Linked DNA regions of Mus musculus: regions 1 and 2 are each linked to region 3. Evidence: chromatin contacts called from public HiChIP or PLAC-seq data. All regions are on one chromosome and are shown on one strand. The core of a region is the stretch at or near the end of the contact, and the rest is flanking DNA. Distances in the headings are between cores, read along the strand shown. Region 1 has its middle 3.8 kb from the start of Gm46844. Region 2 overlaps 1700123M08Rik (RIKEN cDNA 1700123M08 gene). Region 3 has its middle 28 kb from the start of Gm35884.

Region 1 (2,700 bases), core at 200-2,699, 370 kb before region 3:
ATCCATGCAGACACTCACAGCTGGTCAGAGTGCAGAGAAATAAGCATCAGCCAATGGGGTGCTCGGCCACAAATGTTACATCTGTACCACATTCTTCCTCTACAATGTCTCAGGGACCATCAGAGAAGAGGGGCAAAGGGATTGCAAGAGCCAAAAGCTGAGGAGGACCAGAGCAAAAGTGTTTTCAGGACATGACAGGGTCTGTATTTATGAACACACACAGCACTGTGGTTGCCTGTACAAGACCTGCCCAAGACTAAGCCAGCAGACATTGTAGCACAGAGCTGGGGAGGGCCTCATGAGTTCTCACTCCAATCTGCGGAGGAGGGGAAGTCAGGGAGGCCCCTGGTAGGCAGACCACATTCCAGTGGAGGCCTGGCACAAATTGACTTGGTAGGTTATTTTAAAAAAGAGAGCAAGAGAACAGCTAGCAGCCTGGGTAGGGTGGGATGTGGGAAGTGTGCGCTGCAGTCTGGGGGAATTAGCTGGGAGGGGGGTAGAAGGTGAATATGATCAAAATACATTAAATGGAAATCTCAAAAATTAACAAAATATCCTATTAAAAGAAAGCTTGAGATAGAATATTATGAGATCTAAGTGTGAGAATGTACAAGAAAGCGGTTTGTTGGCTACAAAGTTGCAACCAAGTAGCAACTGTTATGATTTCTATTGTGGTTTAGAGAATGGTCAGGGTGGCCATGCCACAGATTGCTAGGAGAGTTGATTGGAGTCTTGTAATGGTGGGCGAAGATTGATGAGCAGGTCCCACACCAAGCCAGGGGCAGTAGGGATGGAGAGGAAGACCATTTAGAGGTAAGTAGGACAGCTCACAGACAGAACTGACTGAACGTGGGCAAAGTAGATAAGAGAGTTCGGTGGGGTTCAGAGCGTTGTGCTGAATCATCAGGAAGGTGGTGATGTCATCAATTAGGAAAGAAGAGTAGGCATGGTGATGTGATTTATTCCAGGAATACTCCGAGGAGGTGTGTATGAGACATCCAGCAAGCGAAGATGGGAGAATGTGAGTGGGCCTGTGTGTGGGGGCTCAGGAAGTAATGTGCTCTGAATTCAGATAAGGACAGCATTGGGCGTTTGTGAGGCTAAAACTAGGAGTTGATGTGGCCTTCTTATGAAACCTAACTCTATGGAGTGAAATCTGTAAGGCCATGGGGGTGGGTGTACCCACTCTCAAAGGAAAGCAAATCCCTATGTCAAAACACAATTTGCAAAGCGAAACAAAATTGGCTTTTTCTGGTTCAATCCAGAATGAGTTCATGGGGCCCATTTTTTGACGTAGCCTTGGGATGGGGTTCCCTTGAATCCAGTTTCAGAGCTACCATCTATGGGGAGGAGAAAATGGCAAGGAGAAGAAAGGGTTAACTACCACACCAGAGCTGAAAGAATGTGGTTACAAGGTCTCAAGCAAGGTCAGTCCCTAACTTTAGCTGGGAGGGTTGTTTGCTCTTTAAAGCACTCTTGAACCGTGAATTCTTTTGGAAGTCTCAGCTAGTCATAATCTGTTCTGAGCCTTTCCCATTCAGATGTCTTTCCCAGCAGCTAGACAGCAGGCTACCGTGTCCAGAAGCCATACAGCCACCCAGGGTCAGCTGAGTGCTCTGGCTAATATTGATCTGCAAGTCTGTGTACAATGGTGTTAATGTGTATCGGCAAAGAGTTGTCATGTACACATCTGCTGAGTCATTAGTGTGGAGATAACCATATTTGTCAAAGTTCCCAAAGAGAATTAATCACATGGGACTTAGATGGTTACTTTCTACTCAAACGGTTGTTCAACAAAAATTATCTTAAGTATTCAAATTGCAAGATTCTGGAAAAGTTGAATTGGTTAAACTTTTTCTCCTAATTAATCAAGTCTGATTGTCATTTCAACATAGTGAAGGCTTTATTCCTACGTCCACCTACAGACACCTTAATTTAGTCACGGAGACAGAACTACAGGCTAGGGGGATGATTCCATGGGTAAATGCTTACTATGAAAATATTTGAACCTGAGTCAGATCCACAGCACCCATTTAAGAGCTAGGCACACTGGCATACATCTGTAAGTCTAACCCCAGGGATGTGGAGACTGGTGGATCCCCAGAGCTCACTATCCATCAGTGTAACTCAACCGAAAGATAAGGGGAGACACTTAGTATAAACCTCTGGCTAACATACACACACACACACACAGACACACAGACACACAGACACACACACACACACACACACACACACACGCACATGCACACAACACAACACACACACACTGAGAAATAATAGGAACAAGAAAGGGGGCAAAGATAAAAGAACAGGCAATGGACAATGTATTGAGAGCCACTAGACATAAATATTCAAACTTTATTGACTTAAGATAATGAAATTTTATTTCTTAACTTCTCAAAGTTCACAGTCACATGCACATATATGATTGGCATGTGGCCACTTGTTTTGTGACTTTGACTCTCTTTAGGGGACTGTTTGAATCCTGTGTCACTCAGGAAACAGAGTCACACAGAACTTTCAAAGGGACAGAGGAAGGAAAGTACCTCATTCTGAACATACTCCACGGGACAGAGCAAGTCCCAGGCTACACCCAGTGTACAAGAGTTCTGGGAGAGACAGGCTCCAGAGTCTCAGATAAACAGGCCAAAGAGAATGTCCTTCCCCTATGGGGAAGCCTCCATTCTTAAATAGCAT
Region 2 (2,700 bases), core at 19-2,518, 340 kb before region 3:
TGACTTTCTTCTTTTTCTTAGTCCCCTCTTTACCACTATCACCATGCTAAAGACACCCCATCCCTCAGACATTTGTACCTCTTGCACCAACCATCTCCATTCTCTGCTGTGCCCTTCCCCATTCTCTCTCTGGCTGGATAAGTGCTAGCAAGCATTTGAAATCCATCTTAAGTGTCACTTCATCAACATGTCCATCCCCAAAGTTATACAGCCCCAGTTATGCTCCATTCTGTATGAAAGAGTGTTCTCCATTGTGGCAGGAATGAATCTTTTCATGGCACCTATTTCTATCACTAGATAGAAGGCTTCACAGTTTCAGCTTTGGACCCCAGGGATCTAGCAAATAAGAGGAATTCGGGCCCTGAGTGCTGGAATTCTGAATATAAGTAGGAACATGAAGGTGTGGTAAAAAGATGCAAGGCACAAAGGAAACAGATTGAAGCTGTACTACATCCCCCAAGGCAGACTTCTCTTTAGATGTTGTCCTACTTAGGGTTTTACTGATATGATAAAATATGATGACCAAATGCAATTTGGGGAAGGAACGTGTCTATTGTATCACAGTCCATCACTGAGAGAAGTCAGGGCAGGAACCTAGAAGCAGAAAGTAAATAAAGCAGAGGCCATGAAGGAATGGGCCTTGCTGAGGCCCACCTGTCCAGGGATGGTGTCACCCTTACTGGGCTACTCCTCAGCAATCTAACCAATGTCCCACAGATTTGCCTCAAAGTCAGTCTAATGGATACATTTTCTCAACTGAGGTTCCTTCTTCTCAGATGACCCTGGGTTGTATCAAGTCAACAAAAACTAAGCAGCAGAGATGTCTTGTTTAGTAAACATGTTGTCTTTCCTAGCAACCATATACACTGTGGCCTTGTTTTCATAAAATTTATTTTTGTAAAAGTTCTTATCAGTTTCTAACTGGGCTTTGTTGTGTGACTTTTCCTCGTGAGAGGTCTGCAATGTTCATTCATTCCAGATACGGTGCCAATGAGTGATCAAAGAAAGGATTTTACCAAGGTCTATGTTGACCCAGTCAGTTTATTGGGGTTATCCACAGGGGTAGGGGTGGCACACAAGCAGCCACAGCATTGAAAAGATCACCCCAGCATGGGTGATGACTCAGGAAAAGTGTATCCCTGAGAGCCCCCTGCCCAACATGCTGCAGCTGCACTGAAAAAAAGAGTCTTACAGGCCTCCACCCAGCCCTCACCCCACCCCAGCAATATCAACTTGGGAAGGAGTCTCACAAATCTTGTAACTTTCCAAGCCTTCCGCGTCCTCTGAGCCACTCCCCATTTCCTCCAGGAAGGGAAGTTTCAATCTGGAGGAAACAGTTACACTGAAAGGCCTGAAGAGCCTTGCGTGATTTCATACTGGAGAAAGTTCCAGAACATACGTATTCTGCCTGGTACTTCTAGGTTCATTGATTCCCATGATATCAGTATCCATTGATGGCATGGTTTAATGTGAAATTAACATTTTAAACAGGATAGAAGTTCAAGAGAATATTCTCTGCTCTTTTTTTTCAATGATGACTAAACACACACTCAGGGTTTTGAAAGTCAAGCTCTGTAGCTCATACAGTGTGAAAACCATAGAGTAGTTAGTCATGTTTTGTAATGAAGCTTGGCAAAATCTAATGCGAAGATTAAAAGGGAAAACAGATTTATTTTTGGCAGTTGACAGTTTAGGCCTGGTGAGTTTCTTATCCTGACTCCTATTAAGCAAGAGGAGAAAACACCTAAATATAGGATCTTAAGAATGAAACTCCAGAGGGGATAACAAAAGTTGGTTTCATTATGTTAAAAGCAATGCAAAGACCAGAAAAGAAAGTGCTTGACACCATTAGACCGTACAGGCAGTTGGCCTTGATGTTTTGCTGCTGAGCAACTGGGGAAATGAGTTATTTCCACTGTGGCCCAAAGCTGCAGGTTTCTCCTATGACTCATCCATTAAAAAGCTTGGTATGAGGAAGGGCTTTGAAGCCTTGTGGCCTCTCTCTGTTAACCCATCGGTGTAAAGCCAGGCTGGACTTCAGCAGGAGTTTTGTGGGTCAGTTTTATTGGGACACTCTGAGGTTTGAGGTCAAGTGATTTCATCCTTCATTTTAAAAAATACATAATTGCAATTTTGTATGTACACATGGATAGCCACAACACCTTCAGACCAATTCTTATTCTCCATTCTGCAGGCTAATGTAAACATGACCACCTTAACTTTGGGGAACAGTGAACACAGACTTTTCTTTTTCTCCTCTGAGTTAAATGAAGAGATATATGCAAACTGCCTAGCTCAATGCCTCACACATACTCCTTGTTCCCACAGTAGCAGCTAATGAAGGTGTGCTGTTATTAGCATTAATGATATGCGTTGGGTAGATAGCTGGCTAGAAGTCAGAGACCCAGTATGCAAAGTGGCTCAATGAGTCTTTATGCAAAGACTTGGCTTATGCCATTGTAAACCTGTGTTTACTCACCTATTACTTAATCTACTTTCACTTCCTTCCAACTTTCTAACTTCAGCCCTTTTAACCCCGTGAACGTAGTGATCAACACAGGGGGTGCTCATAGCTCCATGCCCCAGGCTTCTTCATTGCTCCTGACATTGTCTTCAGCCAGAGCAGGTCTTATGTCTGGCCTTCTGTGAAGCAAGAAGAGCTCTGAAATGGTTGGCTCTGTGTGGCTGCATAAATGCTTT
Region 3 (2,700 bases), core at 139-2,638:
GTGGAGGAAGAGGAGGAGGAGGAAGGGTGCATGGGAGGGGAGGGGGCGATACAACTGAGGTGCAGAGTGGATAAATCCAGTGACCATGCAAAATGCCTGACACTCAGCTAGGATTTGGCAAGAACTGTAGAAGGGCATGAAAACATCCTGTTGGATAAGAAGACAGCGTTATTTATTCATCTGATAAATTGTCAATGAAGCTGAAAAACTGGATGTAAAGCCATGGGTCCCCTTGTTTTGACCGAAGTTCTCTTTAATGAGAAGATGTGAGAGAAAAGCAAGAAATACAGGCTCCATTTCCCAAGATTTTGTCATAACAACAAAAAAGGCTCAGAGGCACCTTATTCGTGGAAAAGAATGGATGATGGAGATGCATCGAGTTTAGCTGATTTGTCATAGGTGCACTGCATCTCAGCATGACTCCTTCAGACCTGGGCCTTCAACTGCTACTGAGGTTCTCACCAATGGCCTCTCCTGGCCTCTCACATGGCCAGTCTCAGATGCTCTCTATGACCCCTTCATGCCTTCTTAACCAGTACCACTTACACTGGGTGACCCTTAAACTGCCAAGTCTGGCTGCTAGCATAAGGTACAACCTTGGCCACCTCTGTGTGCTGACTCTCAGGAAACACTTCCCAGAAGATGTCACCTTCTTAATCACCTTCAGCTCAGCTAACCAGCACCAAGGGTCCCAGCAAAGCAGAGGTTTCATGTCAGTAGCTCTGATGTCTTGCTGGCTAATCATGAGAGATTCTTCAGCCTCAATTACCCAAAACCACAGAACCTTAATTCAGAATAACGAATGACCCCAATAGAATCCTTACACCTCCCCGAAACATCAAAAGCTGGGTCTCAGCCTTCCTGTCTTCCAAGCTCCTATAGAACAGCTCGCCAAGCTTTGAACAGCCAATGGATCTTCTAGCCCAAAGTTTCAAAGTCCTTCCACAGTCCTCCCCAAAACATGGTCAGCAATACTCCACTATCCTGAAACCAACTTGTCTTAGTTAGGGCTTCTATTGTTGTGATGAAACACCATGACCAAAGCAACTCGGGGGAGAAAAGGTTTATTCAGCTTATGCTTCCATAGCACAGTTCATCATCGAAGGACGTCAGGACAGGAACTCACACGTGGCCGGAACCTGGAGAGAGGCTGATGCAGACAGAGGCCATGGAGAGGTGCTGTTTACTGGCTTGCTCCTCATAGCTTCCTCAGCCTGCTTTGTTAGAGAACCCAGAACCACCAGCCCAAGAATAAAAGCACCCACAATGGACTGGGCCCTCCCCCCATAAGTTATTAATTAAAAAAAACACCCTACAAGCTTACCTACAGCCAGATCTTGTGGGAAGCACTTTCTCAATCGAGCCTCCCTCCTTTCCGATGACTAAGCTGACAAGCAGCAAGTGGCCTTTATTGATTTGCCATCTCTCTCTTCCCCCACCCCAAACCTAATACTTTTATTGCCTTTATTAGAAGATAAAGGAATGAAAAATGAGAGCGGCAAAGAGTGAAATGTGGAGAAAATATAAAGATTCAAACTTTTAAAATCTCCAAAAAATAATCCTCCAGGAGTCCTTCTAGCGTTTCTGTGACTAGAGCCAGAGGCATGATGTCTGTACATCACCCACCGCTGCCGAACTCGGCAGAACAATAACACAAGCACTTGCTCCACAATGAATGAACAGAAACCAGTTTGTCCACTATGGTGATGAAAAGTTCACCTGGGTCTGGCTGGGTACCTGAAGCACCTTTCTCGTCATGGTTGATCTTTACTGACCTTCTACTCCTGCTCACCCTGGGCCATCATCCTGGAGACTGTTGGTAATGATTATCCTGTTGGACTCTACTTGCTCAAACTGTAGAGAGGTGTTAAAGCATGGCAGGTGGCCTCAGTAAGACATCAATTCGAACTGCCTAAACCTAAACTATTAGTTACACAAGACCCTCTTCTGAGTAGAATATATATTGGTAAATAGCTTCAGGCTGGGAGTGTGCCTCAATGGTAGCACTTGCCTGGAATATCCAAACAGTAGGTGCAAACTCCAGCATTCCAAATGCTTTAAAGTTTCCCCCACTCCTCTGTTGGAGCTTTTCATTCAGCACTTCTAGCCATGGGAGAGCAGTAGCTATGGCTCACAAAGCCCCCTCTCCCATGGCCAACTCTTCCCAACACTCAAACTAGAAGCTCATCACAGCTGGGTCTAGACACACACATCATCTCAGAAGCATGCCCTTCTGTTAGCTGAGTAACCTGTCCTAGTAAAACAAGCTATTAATGGGTCAGCCTCAGTCTTAACTGTTTGGGCAAGTTGAGACTAATTAAATAGCTTCTTAGACTTGTGACCCAAGGGGTCAGTGCCAAGATTTAAAAAAAAAAAAAAAATCCTTTCCCATCACTTGGGAGGTAGAGGCAGGAGATTCGGGAATTCAAAGTCAACCTCAGCTACATAGTGAGTTTGAGGCTAGCCTGGGCTACATATGACTGACTCAAAAACAGTGCAGGCATGATGGTGCATGCCTTTAATCCCAGCACTCTGGAGGCAGAAGCAGTTGATTTCTGCCTCTGTGATTTCAAAGCCAGCCGGGTCTACATAGTGAGTTCGTGGTCAGCCAGGACTATGCAGTGAGACCCCATCTCAAAGCAACTCTCCATGCTCTCAGGATTGATATTGATCCAGAAAATACCAGAAGGCTGACTCACT

What was found. HiChIP or PLAC-seq counts read pairs in DNA pulled down with a chosen protein or histone mark.
Region 1: an HNF4G HiChIP or PLAC-seq map of pancreatic cancer cells shows a contact between it and region 3. The contact joins two enhancer-like sites. A contact is called at or near these places in 12 of 39 promoter capture datasets (3T3-L1-derived adipocytes, the C10 cell line, the HPC-7 cell line and 9 more), 45 of 484 Hi-C or Micro-C datasets (B cells, the BV-2 cell line, the C2C12 cell line and 31 more), 6 of 115 datasets of contacts at active chromatin or transcription factors (bone marrow-derived dendritic cells, cardiomyocytes, embryonic basal ganglia and 2 more) and 1 of 9 other capture datasets (liver).
Region 2: a contact with region 3 is called in an HNF4G HiChIP or PLAC-seq map of pancreatic cancer cells. The contact joins two enhancer-like sites. A contact is called at or near these places in 1 of 39 promoter capture datasets (embryonic stem cells) and 3 of 115 datasets of contacts at active chromatin or transcription factors (cardiomyocytes, embryonic basal ganglia and pancreatic cancer cells).

Annotation. Positions count from the first base shown.
Region 1 is chr4:12,016,365-12,019,064 of GRCm38.p6, reverse strand. No RefSeq gene overlaps it. Among named protein-coding and RNA genes, the nearest start is that of Gm46844, 3.8 kb to the right of the region's middle. Within about 2 kb of position 1,449, at least 35 of the 459 cell types and tissues checked have an H3K27ac peak or open chromatin away from gene starts, as enhancers often do. A contact at or near this core is called in pancreatic cancer cells, where this site is marked.
Region 2 is chr4:11,989,304-11,992,003 of GRCm38.p6, reverse strand. The region is part of intron 4 of 1700123M08Rik (RIKEN cDNA 1700123M08 gene); the gene reads right to left. Among named protein-coding and RNA genes, the nearest start is that of Gm52722, 4.6 kb to the left of the region's middle. Within about 2 kb of position 1,268, at least 163 of the 459 cell types and tissues checked have an H3K27ac peak or open chromatin away from gene starts, as enhancers often do. A contact at or near this core is called in pancreatic cancer cells, where this site is marked.
Region 3 is chr4:11,647,274-11,649,973 of GRCm38.p6, reverse strand. It overlaps the pseudogene Gm11833. Among named protein-coding and RNA genes, the nearest start is that of Gm35884, 28 kb to the left of the region's middle. Within about 2 kb of position 1,388, at least 3 of the 459 cell types and tissues checked have an H3K27ac peak or open chromatin away from gene starts, as enhancers often do. A contact at or near this core is called in pancreatic cancer cells, where this site is marked.